Linked DNA regions of Ovis aries: region 1 is linked to region 2. The links are chromatin contacts, called in public Hi-C maps. All regions are on one chromosome and are shown on one strand. The core of a region is the stretch at or near the end of the contact, and the rest is flanking DNA. Distances in the headings are between cores, read along the strand shown. Region 1 holds the start of EXOC7 (exocyst complex component 7). Region 2 overlaps RNF157 (ring finger protein 157).

Evidence for each region. Hi-C and Micro-C count contacts between places; a contact is called where the count stands out from the background.
Region 1: a contact with region 2 is called in a Hi-C map of blood, with 2.5 times the contacts expected there. The contact joins the promoter of EXOC7 here to the enhancer-like site in region 2. A contact is called at or near these places in 9 of 16 Hi-C or Micro-C datasets (blood, hypothalamus, liver and 4 more).

Annotation. Positions count from the first base shown.
Region 1 is chr11:54,903,739-54,911,563 of ARS-UI_Ramb_v3.0, reverse strand. It overlaps EXOC7 (exocyst complex component 7), which reads right to left and starts at 5,148. Exons shown (of 19, transcript XR_009595635.1): 1 at 5,023-5,148; 2 at 4,770-4,835; 3 at 3,462-3,646; 4 at 3,168-3,273; 5 at 919-1,141.
Region 2 is chr11:54,853,248-54,860,529 of ARS-UI_Ramb_v3.0, reverse strand. RNF157 (ring finger protein 157) reads right to left here. Exons shown (of 19, transcript XM_027974115.2): 3 at 1,573-1,661. Among named protein-coding and RNA genes, the nearest start is that of FOXJ1, 31 kb to the left of the region's middle. Within about 2 kb of position 4,494, at least 7 of the 54 cell types and tissues checked have an H3K27ac peak or open chromatin away from gene starts, as enhancers often do.

The sequences.
Region 1 (7,825 bases), core at 3,899-6,398, 50 kb before region 2:
TGAAGGAGGCAGAGGGGTCTAGAGGCATCCCCTGGCCTCCCTTATCCCAAGGGAGGCCCTGGATCACTCCTGCCAACCCCTCAGCTCCCAGAGTGCAGTTCGTGAGCCACAGACAAGCCTGTGTGGTTGGTACAGGCAGCCCTGAGACCCAGCACCACACAGTCCTCGAGAAGGAGGGGGACAGTGATAAGGCACACTGGCAGCTTGGCGCGTGTCCACACTGCCGAAGGGAAGAAGAATGTGGAGGACTAAGTAGCTTAAAATTGAATTTTCATTAGTTTTTAAAAATTTTTTGCTAAACTCAGGAGTTGTTTTTTTTGTTTTTTTGTTTTTTTTAAATCCTGGGACAGGCCAAAGAAATGATGGGACCAACACACCACAGAATATTATGCAGCTGTCAAACAGAATGAAGCAGACATACATGTACTGATATGGAATGCTCTCAAGGCATGTCACTAAGTTAAAAGCAAAAACCAGAAAACAATTGTCAGAGAGGACAATTGTCCTTCCACCTGGGAATGAGGGCGAGATAACGCACATATTCACTCTCTCTCTCTCTCTCTCACACACACATAAAGATGTTTTTGGAAGGCTGTAAATAACCTTAACAGTACTCATCTTTGGGCTACGCTGTAGGCGTCAGGGAAGCAGGGAAGTGAACTTCTGTTTTTCACCTAAACCTTTCACCATTTGAAATTTTTAGAATTAATTGGGGGGGGGGGGACGGAAAGACACTGGAAAGGAAGGTATATAAAGAAACGCATGGGTTTGCTAGATTCACAATTTGACACACACGCTCAGGATTTATGGCTCACGGTGTCTCCAACTAAACTCCTTATCAAAGACATGCAAGTGGATTAAGGAAACGAAGGGGAGGCCCACTCCTCTGGCCTGCTGCCAGCGCCCGGGCCGCCTCACCTTGGTTGCGGCCGTATTCCACCAACCAGCGGGAGATGCGGACCACATCGTGCAGCACGCTCTCAGGCAGGTGCTCCAGGGGCACCTCCTCCTGGAGCTCCGGGTCGTCCTCACCACCAATCAGATCCAGGATGAGCACTGGGGACACCACCTTGCTGTGCCGGGTCATCAGGCTGCGGAACTCGGACTCCAGTGACTCCTTCCCCCGCTCAAACAGCAGCTTCTACCGGACGGAGGGAGGGCGGGGAGAAAGATGAGGGTCCGCAGCTGCTTCAGTACTCAGCTGGCCCTTGCCTCCCCATACCCTTCCTTTCCCTTCCTGCTTCTGGGTCTCAGCCCTCCTCTGCCTTCACTTCCTTTTTCCCATAGAAGAAATGCTCGGAAGCCTTCCTTTATTATTTCTTTCCCTTGTGTTCTCTTAAAATGTATGCTTGCAGGTGAACCCACAGTTTTACAAGAAGTAGGTGCTTACAGGTATCAGCTGATTATTTTTTCATTCCACCATTAATTTGTGTTCTTGTTAGAAAAGGGTTTGTTAGAAACCCTTGTTAGAAAAGCAAAAGAAAAAAAACAAACTGGATGTCAAAAACTTATGTGCTGAAAACGATGCCATCAAAAAAGCGAAAAGAGGGGGACTTCCCGGACTGTCCAAGGCTTAAGACTCCATACTTTCACTGACGGCGGTGAGGGCTCAATCCCTGGCCAGGGAATTGAGATCCCGCATGCCATGCTGTGAGCACTCCCCCACGCCACGCCCCCCACCCCCGCCACCGCAACAAAAGTGAAAAGACAATCCATAGAATGAAGGGAAATATTTGCAAATCATGTATCTGAAGTGATAGGTATTCAGAGCAGACAAGAGAATCAAAAATATATGCCCACACAAAAGTATGTACACAAGTGTTCATAGCAACACTGCTCATAACCACCAAAAAGTGGAGTGATCAAGTGATGGATGGACAAACAAACTGTGGTAGATCCATAGAATGCAATATAATTCAGCCCTATCATGGAATGAAGCACTGACACGCGTTACCACACAGGTGAACCTTGTAAACAGGCAATTAGAAGCTAGACTCAGAAGGTTACATACTGTGTGACTCCACTTACAGAAGTCCAGAATAGGTAAATGTGCAAAGAAGACAGATGAGTGAGTACTAGTGGCGGGGTGAATGGGGGAGGCGAGGGAAGAAGAGTTACTGCCAATGTGTCTCTTTTTACAGGGGATGAGTATATCATGAAATTTATTCCAGGGATGTTGCATGACTTGGTGATTATCAAAACTACTAAATTACTGATTACTAAACTACTAAGCTTTATACTTCAGATGGGTAAAATTTTATTGTATGTGAATTATATCTCAATAAAGATGCTTTAAAAATAGAAGAGTTGGAGTGTTTCTGCTTACTTGAAAAGTAAGTCCTCTAAGGTAAACCTGGAGTTGTATATTTTTTTGTCTTCTTCTCTAGCCCACCCCTACGCCCAAGTTCTAGCACAGAGCTCTTCACTCTGTGACCTGAACTTGGTAGAGATCCTCAAGAACAAAGTTCTCCAACCCCTGACATTCCAATCTCTGAGTCTAGGCTGCCCACTGATGGGTTGCAGTATAGTGGTTATAGTGGTGTGTCCCCTCTGGGTTACTAGTGTGACAGTGTACTGATCCTGCAGTTTTCTGTGTAGCCAGGTGGCAATGGTTACACAATGTGAATGTCACTGAACTGTTCCCTTAAAGATGGTCAGAAATGGTAATTTTTATATTATTTATTTTTCAGTACAATAAAAAATACCCATGCATTTATAAAAATCAAATGTTAAATCTGTATTTCATAGGTAACTTGTAATGTGTGTTCTCTGCTGGCTCAGTGGTAAAGAACCTGCCTGCCGATGCAGGAGATCTCTGGGTTGAGAAGATCCCCTGGAGAAGGAAATGGCAACCCACTCCAGTATTCTTGCTTGGGAAATCCCATGGACGGAGGAGCCTGGCAGACTACAGTCCATGGGGTCACAAAAGAGTCAGACACAACTCAGCAACTAAACAACAACTTATAATTTAGCTAAATTATTAAAATGCAATCAAAATGTAGACCTGTAATTTCTGAAACAGACATTTCAATGTCTGTAGTATGTGCATGGTACTATATACTTCTCTTCATTCGACTATATTATCTTTTAGCTGGTTCAGTGTCTCATGAGACCCGGACAGGGATTGGTGTCTCCCAACCTCTCACATCACTCTGCTGGCCCCTTACCACTTTGTTGAGCTCTGGGCTGTCTGGGCTATTGTCCTGGAAATATTCCACAGCCTTCTGAATCTTGGCCATGCTTCCCAGATACTCCTCTAGCCTACCTGTAGGCCTGGAAAGGAGAAGAACCATATTAGCCCGGGCAGATGGAAGATGAATAGGAAGGACTAAGGGAATGGTATTTGGAAATGGTGAACAGAATTAACACAGGGGACTCTAGGCTCATATATATTCTACCCCGCTTCCAAAGCCTACTGGTCCAAGAGGCGTTAGGAATGTGACCCTCTGGTCCGAGCTCACCCCTCTCTGATGATCTTCTCAGTGTCACTGGCCACGTGGTAGTAGCTGATGACATGGTCCAGACAGGACAGGGTCTTCTCGACATTCTCCTGCAGCCGCTGCAGGTTCTCCGTCTGCTTGTGCACGGGGATGATGGAGTTCTCCAGCTTCATAAGGCGACTTTCAAAGGATGACAGGATAGACACCTACAGGGGGAAGCCCCGTGCTCTCAGGCCTCAGGGTTGTCCCAGCACTGCTTCTGCCCCTTGCCAGGTCTTCGCATTTGCTGCCTTTTCTCTGGTTTTCTAGACAGTAGGCTCCAAGAGGAGAGGGACAGGGTATACTTATTCCCCACTGTATCCCCAGGATCTACCACATGCCTGGCAGATCGGAGGTGGCCCAAATAAATTGGCTGAAGTTTGATTTGAAGGCGAGGCAACCATTACATTAACTTCTCAGAAAATCACCTCAGGATGGCTTCCCTTCCACCCTTTAAAGCCAGATCTCAACTTATGTTCTCCCTGATGCTTTCCTAGACTGAACAGGAACTACTTTCATATAGAGTAGCCTCAAGGTACTCTATACCAGCATTCCTGGTACCTTCAAACCCCCTCTCTCTAAGGCTAAATCTCATTAAGTAAGGACTAGCACCTGATGACTGTGTTACTGAATACATACCCACCTTTCTATCTACTACTCAGTTTGGGTTTTCCAGGCTCTTTTCAGAATAAGAAAGGAAGTTCATGTTTATTGAGTACCTATTGTATACCAGATACTGTGCAAGAGGCATTTCCATGCATTAGCTTCTATGACCTTCACAGCTACAATGGAGATTGGCATCGTCTATTTTAGCAGAGGAGGTAACTGAGGCTCAGCGTTACCTGTCAGGAGCCACACACACATAAGTGGAGGGGCAAGGGCTAGATCCCGCATCTATCTGATTTCTGATTCATTTTACCCCTCCAGCTCTCCAGAGTGACGGCTGAGTCTCCTGCCCTCAGTAATCTCAGAAGTGGTAACCCCACCCGTGATACCCGCACTTAAACTAAGGGTGACCCATGGCCAGTACCCAGCCCACTTAAGTCAGTCTCACTAAATGTTTGCGGAAGGAGAGAAAGAAGAATGGAGAACTTAGGCAGAAAGCAGAAATGTGGGGAGGCTGCCGCATCCTCAGCGAAGTGGCGGGCAAGGGTGTAAGAAGTGTAACACTGTTGCTAGAGAAACCCAGACGTTACCACCCATCACCACCCAGGCCAGAAGCCTCAGGCTTTAGGTACCAAACCCCTGGGTCGCAGCGTCTGGAGGCCCTCCCAGCGAGGGGTTACTCACCATGTTCTTGGTGAGCTGGTCGCTCTTCTCCAGGCTGTCTCGGATGAAGGACAGCGTCTCCTCCTCCTGCGAGGGGGAGGGGAGGACATCAGCAGAAGCCAGAGACCACCGCATCCCGGCTCCACAGCCTCGCCCGGACCCTATTGCCTGGTACCCGGCCCCCTCCACTCCTGCTACCTCCCCTCCCTGAGTGGACGCCCGGCCCGGATCTCGGCCCCTTCCCTCACCTCCTCCCCCGCCTCCCCAGCCCCACCTGCTTCAGCTTGTCCTCGATCTCCCGCCGCCGGGCGGACGCCTCCTGCGGGGGAATCATGACTTCGACCCTCCCTGCGAGCGGCTCCCACAGCCGAGCGGCTCCCACAGCCCAGCGTCTGGCTTCAGAGAGCCCTCTCGGCTCCCGTCCCTGTCACACCCACTTCCGCCCGTGGCCCCCTCCCGGGGGCCCGTTTGCCGCCATGTTGGGAGTGGCAGGCGGAAGTGCGCCTGCGTGGAACTCAGGGACAGGGGAACCCGGCAGGTGGCCATCTTGGGTGTGGCGGGGAGGTGCACCGGGTTTCACCTTGATGCGTGTTGCCGCACTCATCAGAGAAGGTTCTCTAGGGGTGTTTTGTCCCGCAGCTGGCACAACAGTTACAGCTCACTTGCCGTCTTCGTGGGAAGGCTGACTCTTTTCACAAAGATTAATAACAAATTCGTTTGTCTGGATCCAGGCACAGATGAGGTGTTCCCCCGCAAAGCACAGCACAGAGCTTGTCACACAGCAGGCGCCTAATGTGTGCTCATTTAATGACCGAGGGACCTATGTAGTCGTGTCCCCCTTCGGCCCTAAAAGCTCTCACGGAATGCGCCCTGTGTGCAAGCCCTGGCCCGGGCAAAGAATGGTCGCCCATGGCCCCAGAGGCATCCATAACTACAATCCCGACTTGTGAGGGGCTCGGCCAAATTCCTGGGGTAGGAGGGGTTCTGGGAGCACTCATCCCGGGGACTGGGATGGGACCAGAGAGAAGCTCCAAGCGCCACACTAAGGTGTCTGTTTTGGAAAGAGAGACATGGTTTTATTTGCTGGGGGTGAGGGCCAGGCCGCGGGTAGCGAGTGGCTTCAGCGGTGTATTTGCCCAGGTCTGGAAACAGTGCAAGGGGAAGGCTGAAAAAGTCCAGACCTGTCCGAGGGGTTAGAACCCAGGTGGTGTTCTCAGTGATGGAGACGCTGAGGCCTATCTGCTGGTGCTCAGACACAAGGGGAGCGTTTCTCATAGGGCCGCTGAGGACATCAGAAAGGCCTGGAGGGCTGGTAGGGACCCTCCTGCAAGAGGCCAAAATATCTCAGCTCCTTTGCCCAGAGTCTCCTCTAATTAGGGGCCAGCCAGGGGTGGGGAGGTGGCCCTGGGTCAGGGTTCCTGCAGGGATGAATGTTCTAGATTCACCACAGACACAGCTCCTGCAAAACCTAGTATTACTCCCTCCTCCATTGCAGAGGCTCACCCTGCCTCTGGTCTCACCCTGGGGTGGTAAGTGGCTGCACAGCTTTGTTGAGGCATCCAGATACAGGAAGACAGACAGTGAAGCATATGCTGGTGGGTGAGAAGGTTTGGGGGGCATCAAGTTATAGGGCTCCCAAGGCTCTCCCAGGGGCCAGCCAGTTCCACAAAAAGGAGGAAGAAGTGGGACTGAGCCCCTGGAGAGGGATTGGACAGCTTTCTTTTGGGGCGAGAGGACAGTTTCAGATCTGGCTGATGGCCGTGAAAGTACTGATGAAGGAAATATCTGGGAGGCGCACCCCTATTGCAGATGAGGGAGATAAAAAGGCGTGTAAGGTAAGGCGTAAAAGGTGTGTAAGGACACCTAGGATGACTCCATTGAGGTGGTCCTTGTGCAGCCCTGAGAACTAAGTGAAAGGAAAAGTTTAAATTGTTAGCAGCCAGAGAAAAGAAAAAGTGGACTAGAGGGCTTTGGTGGAAAGGACTTTGGGCTCAGATGGACCAGCCCTAAGAGCCTCATTCAACACTTAACCTCTCTGACTAGCACCCAGCCCACAGTAGACCCTCCAGAAAATGAATAACATCATCTCAAGAAGAAATCCTTTACGGCTATGGACAAATACTCTGAGCTTTTTATATTCCATTGCAATTTTGTGAACTATATACATGTGTGTTTTGTGTTTTCTCAAATATCCTTCTCTAAGGGCAATTTGCTTGCTCCTTGTGAGGAAAGCTATGACAAACCTAGACAATGTATTAAAAAGCAGACACACTTTGCAGACAAAGGTCCATATAGTCAAACATGTGATTTTTCCAGTAGTCATGTAAAAATATAAGAGTTGGACGGTAAAGAAGGCTGAGCACGGAAGAATTGATGCTTCCAAACTGTGTTGCTGGAGAAGATCCTTGAGAGTCCCTTGGACAGCAAGCAAATCAAACCAGTCAATCTTAAAGGAAATCAATCTTGATTAATCACTGGCAGAACTGATGCTGAAGCTCCAAAACTTTGGCTGCCTGATGCGAAGAGCTGACTCATTGGAAAAGATCTGATACTGGGAAAGATTGAAGGTGAAAGGAGAAGGGGACAGCGGAGGATGAGATGGTTAGATGGCATTACTGACTGAATGGACATGAATCTGAGCAAATTCTGGGTGATAGTGAAAGTCGGGGGAGCCTGGTCCATGGGGTCACAAGGAGTCGGACACGACTTAGCGACTGAACAACAAAGTGTGGTTTGGTAGCCAGCTACCATGATTTGAGAGCCTTCTGTTTGCCCGGATCTGTCACAGGCACCACTTTGCATTAGCTTGTCTAATCTTCACAATAAACTTACAAGTCAGGCACAGCTGTTCATCTCCCTTCTGCAGAGGAGGAAGGTCAGGCTCAGAGAGGTCACAGCTGCACTGAGTCAACACAGCTGGCCAGGAGACCTCTGCCTCCCCAGGCCAGGTAGCTCGGGAGTTCTGCATGCTGTTATGCAAAGCTGTTAGTCTGACTTGAAGAAAATCCATTGTGAAATGTGAATCCATTATTATATTTATACCAGCCATATCTAGTAAAGAGTAGATAGGAAAAGAA
Region 2 (7,282 bases), core at 3,245-5,744:
GCTACCCTCTGTGATCACACACTTAGGCCTCCACCCTCATTATGAATGACGGCAGAGCACCTATTAGTCCTATGGGGGGAATTTAGGCAATTTCTGACACTTCATGGTGCCACCGTTAAACGCCTTATGCCTTTGCCAGACTTTTAAAAAATAGCTTTTTCTTTAATCAAAGCTACTCATGCCACTGTTTAATTAGTTTCCACAAGGCTCGTGACAAAAACGCAGCGGGTCTCTTTCTGCCCATTTTCCGCTTCTTCAGAGAAAACCGCCTTTCCCTCTGCAGCTGACTGTCTTTGGCATTTACCTGCATGTTTTGCAATAACAGGCTCAGGTTACTTTTTCAGCTTTAGGCGTTGTCTATTGACCTTCTACTATGGGAACAAGGCTTTCCTTTTTTAAAGTTTTAAAAAAATTACTTGTTGATGTCGGTGCTGCGTGCGGGTTTTCCCAGGTGTGGTGACTTCTCCTGTTGCAGAGCCCAGGCTCTAGAGCGTGGACTCGGTATTTGTGGCGCACGGGCCTAGTTGCCCTGTGGCAGGCGGCATCTTTCTGGACCAGGGACTGAACCTGTGTCCCCTGCGCTAACAGCCAGATTCTTAACACTGAGCCACCAGGGAAGTCCCAAGACGTTCTTTCCCTCCCTTCCCTCCGCTCCACACTGGGGTGCTCCCTCCCCCGTGTAATACACCATGATTTTGTTAGCTCAGTACATCTTCCTCTATACAAATGTGAGTCTATCAGCATTATTCCCAGCTCAGCCACAGAGTAATCTCTAATCATCTTCCTTTTCCGGCATAAGCTTTTATTAGAGTTTGTGCTCTTTTTTTTCTCTCCCCACCGCTGCTTAGTTCTCTATGCATTAATCACTAATTCGAACCCAAACTCTTGGTAGACAGACTTGCTATCCGGAGGGCAGCATCGGTTTAAAAATCATACTATCTCTGGGGTTTCCCTGGTGGTACAGCATTTAAGACTCTGAGCTTCCACTGCAGGGGGTGTAAGTTCAATCCCTAGTTGGGGAACTAAGATCCCACAAGCCACACAGTGCAGCCACACACACACACACACACACACACACACACACACACACTATCTCAGAGATAGTACAAAGAAGGCAGATGCTGATGATAACTAATACTGACAATGGTGATTAAACAGCAAACCCAGGGTGCCAGAGGAAAGGCACATGAGATTAAGAATAAATCCAAAAGTAAATATAAGCAGGAAAATAAGGACTTCCTGTGCCAAGTTCAAATATCCCATTTTCACATAGGTTTGTCCAGGTATCTGCAAAATTCACTTTCTCCCCCAACAATTCTTTGTTTTGGACAGTTCATCACGTTGGGATAACCACGATGGCTTTCAGAAAAGAGAAGGTTCCTCACCAACACTGACTGTCTCAGAAAGTTCTGAACGATCCAGGTGCAGAAACATCTCATGCGCGCAGCCCACGGCCTGGAGGCCGGGCTCTGGGTCTGGCAGAAACAGTTCTGTGGGTCCCCTGGGGAGTTGGCTGCCCCTGCCTGAAGAAGGGCGCCTGGAACCTGGCCCCAGCTGGGAACCTGGACTTACTTGACGAGTCTTAGTGTGTCCTTTCGGATGTTGATCAGGCTTCTCAAAGTCTTCACTGGTTCTTGGGGAGGAGGGGCTGCGTAAGGGAACTGTGTCAGAGACAAAGTGGGAGAAGAGAGTGTGTTTAGAAAGACCGATCACCATAGTAAGTGAGACTGCTCAAGGTCACAGCTGCTGGGAGGGCAGGGTGGCAGCGTTCCGGCGTCCAAAATGCTACATTTATCTGCCTTTCCCATTAGATGAAGCTTATGTGAGTCAGCATTCAAAATGTGGACAACTAATAAAAGCTCCCACTGCAGTTCCAAATACCATGCGACACACGGTGGCCGAGTTAATCACAAAAGGCTTTTCCGCCTGACCTTACACCACGGGGAGCCGGACCTGCAAGGATTTTCCTCCGGCGAAGCCGCATGGTGTCTGAAGAATTTAGGAACTGCAAACACAAGAGAACCCCAATGTGTGTACAGTGAAGGCCCGCAAACAGTGAAAAACAAATTTCCTCCGCAGCTGATCATATAAAGCAGAGGGTTTTTAGAAAACAAACAAACAAAAAAACCCATGAGCCAAGAGCTCTTCTGGGGTCATCAAAGGTTTTCAATTGTCCATCGTTTACCTTATACTTTCACTCTCTCCCAGTTTAGACATCTGGGTTTGGAGTTGTGAGGCGATGACAATGAGGAAATAAGAAAGGGGGACACAGTAAAACATTTAATTGGGAATTGCTTGGAGAAGATGAATCAGGGTGATCTACAATGCTCCTGGTATTCTTATAATGTCACTTGGGCAGTAAACATTTTTCACATACAGTTCCCCGAAAACCTACTAGTCTTTGAAGCTTTGCAAAAAACGTGGTCCTCCTAGCTCTGAAGAGTCTGTTCCCTTCTGCTGCTTTCAGAAAACAGAACATCTACATGAAACTCTGCTTTCATGGATTTTTGCTGACTATAACTCTTTTACTTGGGAAATATAATTGAATCTATGGTATTATACATCTGATTTTGTGTATTCAGTGTGATTGCTGATACTTCATGTGTGTGAATGTGACCCTTAAGAGAATACATGGAGGGACTTCCCTGGTGGTCTGGGCCTCCCTGGTGGCTCAGATGGTAAAGAATCTGCCTACAATCCAGGAGACCCAGGTTTGATCCCTGGGTCAGGAAGATCCCCTGGAGAAGGGAATGGCTACCCACTCCAGTATTCTTGCCTGAAGAATCCCATAGACAGAGAAGCCTGGAGGGCCCCAGTCCATGGGGTTGCAAAGAGTTGGACATGACTGAGCAAATAACACTTTCTGGTGGTCTATTGGCTAAGACTCCATGCTCCCAATGCCAGGGTTCTAGGTTCAATCCCTGGTCATGGAACTAGATCCCACATGCTGCAACTAAAGATCCAACGTGCCACAATGAAGACGGGGCCTACTTTAATCAATTCCACATTATTCAATGTTTCCAGTTAGGGTTTTACTTTTTTTTTTTTTTAATGTTACGGTGAATGCCTTGTCCCTACATTTCTGCGTGCCTGCTTGATTATTTCCTTAGGACAAATTCCTAGAAGTGGAATTACTGGATCAAAGAGTAAGCATATTTTTAAGACTCTTAAAACTATGTTGCCAAATAGTTCTCCAGAAAGCTAATTTCAACGTTGCTCTCCTGCATGCAGCGTATCAGGAGGCTTTTATATAGGGAAGCTGAAATCCTGGTTCAGACCCCATCTGTGGCCCATTTCTCCACCCCACCCCTGACCATTTTGCTGGGCTGTCACACTAAAGGAATTTAAAACAATTCTTAAATAAGCTTAAGCAAAAAGTAATTAGGCAGGAAATCCCGACACAAATGCTTGTCTATTCTAAAGCCAAAATAAATGACTTTGGGATTAAAATTTTTTTCTGGAGTAGTGAAGTTAATCATATTTATTTGCACGGGTACTTGAGAGTTGCCCGTAACTCCTACCTGAGTTTAAAAAAAAAAAAATTAGAGGTTCTCCCTTCACTCTTTGCCCCTTCTCCACATCCTCCCCACAAAGAGGAAAAACAAAAGGAAAGGGTGGGGGGAAAGCTAGTGTTCCTCATCTCCCATTTAGAATGTTACATTTGATGATAACTGGCAATGGAACGCAAATTATTCAGCGCTCAAGGAAAGGCATTGTGGGATCAACTGTTTATACAGACAAACTATCCTTCATGGTGGGCTTCCCTGGTAGCTCAGTGGTAAAGAACCTGCTTGCCGATGCAGGAGACTCAGGTTCAATCCCTGAGTCGGGAAGGTTCCCTAGAGAAGGGAATGGCTATCCACTCCAACATTCTTGCTTGAGGACAGAGGAGCCTGGCAGGCTACAGTCCATGGGGTGGCAAGGAGTTGGACATGAGTGAGTAACTAAACACATACGCATACAGCCTTTCTAGTATAATAAATCCATGCTTACATTTTAGCTCTTTATCTCTCTCTCCCCCACCACAAAAGAAAACCACTGAAAATCTCTTTAGGAGAAACTAACCCGGTTTGTAGGCTCCTACCTACCAAAGCTTCTGCCTTAGCAGCCTTTCATTAACCCAATCAGAGTCTTATCTGCAACCCTCAGTGCTGGGTGTAAAGAGACACTTCAAGTGGAAAAGACAATGTCCTGCTCTTTCAGGAAGCAGCATTATAAGGAAGATGATACTGCTACACAAATAACCGGAACGTTAAGCAGAGAAAAGCCAAACAAAAGGGCAGCGATAAGGAAGTGACTGTTTCTGGCTGAGGTAATATGGAACGGCTTCACGGAGAAGGTGGTATAGCACTCAGCCAGAGGACCTCTTTCAGTGAGTCCCCAGGGGTTGCTGATGAAGGCTTTGTGTGAACACAAAGCAAGTTCCTCCTTGGCCTTTTATTCTGGTGTTCATCAGTTTCCTTGTACATTTTTCTTACACCAGCCAGGCGCCACCTGGTGACCGAATGTGGAATTGCCAGCTTACAGAGATCTGATTCGGATATGAACGTGTGTGTACATGTTCATCCCTGAATATTCACTGGAAGGACTGATGCTGAAGCTGAGGCTCCAATACTGTGGCCACCTGATGCCAAGAGCTGACTCTTTGGAAAAGACCCTGATGCTGGGAAAGACAGGGCAGGAGGAGAAGGGGGTGACAGGGGATGAGATGGTTGGATGGCATCATTGACTCAACAGACATGAATTTGAGCAACCTCAGGGAGACAGTGAAGGACACGGAAGCCTGGTGTGCTGCAGTTCATGGGGTCACAGAGAGTCAGACACGACTAAGCAACTGAACAACAACAACACATATGTATATATTTATACACACACATATGTGTATGTGTGTATCAGCCATGTATCCTAGATTTTCTAGCCATCCTAATTTCAAATATTTTGTTAAACTACCCCCTACTTTTGCAAATTTTTGTTGTAAAAAAATATGGTCCCAGTGCATACGAGATTACTGAACGTCTTACTTCAGTTGTAAATTATTGGGCGATTCCCAGTAGTCTGTAAAAGGGACTATAATCCAGTCATAAAAATGAATAATTAATTTCAATAAAAAGGATTTTTAAAGGTACACAATTTGCTAACATTTGCCATTAACTTTGGGCCTGACCACATACCCACAGAGAAGCCTGGATATGGTCTGCAGGAGATCACTCAGTGGCTCCTGGGTCCTTCAGACTTGTCCCCACCACTTTTAAAAAACTGCCTATTATTTTTGGCTGCGCTGTGTCTTCGTTGCGGCGCCTAGGAGTTTTGGTGCACGGGCTTAGTTGCCCTGTGGCATGTGGGATCTTAGTTCCCAGACCTGAATCCCCTCCATTGGCAAGCGGATTCTTAACCATAGGACCACCAGGGGGGTCCCCCCCACCCCCCCGCTCCAATCACTTGTTGAAACACTTGCTTACTTTCTGGCATAGAATGATACTCCAGGTTCACCTTCTGTTTTTCTGTCCCCTTCCTCGAACCTATCATGTCTCCAAGGAGCCCTGGTTCCTTTCTAGAGAAGTCTATCTCAGCCCATCATGTATTCACTAATCTTTTATTGATGGAACACCTGCTCTATCTCCGGTTTTCACTCTTACGAACAATCCTGCAATACACATTCCCTGAAAGGAAACTTAATAGGAAAGAAGGGAGAGGGACACAGAAGAAAAACAAAGGAATACAAGCTAACGCAGTTTTTTCACTTACGAAGCAAAAAGCCCCGAATGCCAAAAATCTGCTTCTGAAGAGAAAGGAGATTATTTTTGGACAAACTATGATGAAAATAGAAAAGTACTGATTGTATACATAGCAGACACGTAACACTTGTGTCAGAGAATCAAATAATAGTCAATATGGAAATCAACATCTGGGATCATATGAATAGCTCATTTACAGCACTCTTTTACATAAGTGCTTGCTTTTATAGATTTTAGGACTTTTCTATTTAAATTTCAGTTCCTTTTTATTTGATGTTTGGTTATTTTCTCAGCCTTCTCTACTTCCCCTCTTCTCAGTTACACAGTGTGTCCAAAACTTTACCAGTGGATATTTTTAGACTGGTGATATTTCAGAACATTTTCTTAAGATCTGTGTTGGGGAGAACAGTTTACTCTGGTTGAAAGCTGTGAAATGAATACAAATTTCCCTATTTAACCAGCTGCAGCCCTGGGACAGGCTGTATTGTGCCTGCTGTCCACCAGAACGTCAATGAGCTATATTTACAGCAGTAAAACCCCTTTACATTAATTTTCCATCCAATCCTCGTGGGGAATCAATCACTTGTGTAGAAAGACTGGTAACCACAAAGCTGACAAGATGTGAGAAGACATCCTTTCCACTCAAATTGAAGATGTGAGGGAGACACCAAGAGGGGGTCACAAGATGACCTTTACTCAAAGATGCTCTGTGTTCAGGTCTGGTTACCAAAGGAATCCATCCAAGATGGCAGTCTATTTATAATCTGTTAACTCTTCCGCCAGGCCCCCTGGCCAGGGGCACACAGGACCAATGTCCTGGCTACATGATACTGCCTCTAAGGTTGACCTTTCCAAAATACTTAAGCCCTACTATGGGTATGCCCAATAACCCAGTTCTCTCTTAACAGGTGATGAAAGATTCACTGCAGAGAAAAGCACCCATCACAAAATCGCCCAGGTCTCCATTAACAACCATCACAGACCCATTTTCTTCCTCTATTATGATTTGGGTCACATTGCTCAGGAGTACTCAGACCAGGCAATGGGTTCTGTATACTCTGATATCAAATGCGTGGTTTTGATCACAAGTGAAACCTACTTGACTTCTGGTTCCTGACTTCTAGATACAGAGGGTTCTGCCTGACACCAGTTAATTTTAAGGAGCATTAAAAGGGAAAAAAGGGGCTTTTAGTAAAGCAGACACCGTTATCTTTTCCCTCCAGTTAAGTTGGTAAATAATGACTAATCGTCAGAGCATTCTATTATAGATGCCTGACTTTCAGATTTCATCTAGTCAGGAGACTGGTAACCTAGCCCACAAACAAGAATTCACTTTTAAATAAGAGATTTCAAGATGTCTAATCCTGTATGTAAAGAATGTGCCCAGAAAGATAAGCACCAGCATCAGCCAAAATAGGCATTTTAAAATATACAATATATTTTTTCCCCAAAGAAGCATATGAATGTTTTTTATTTTTTAATATGAATGTTCTAATGCCACCAAGTTTAGTTTTCCAGTCTTTTTTTTTTTTTTAAACACAGAGGCA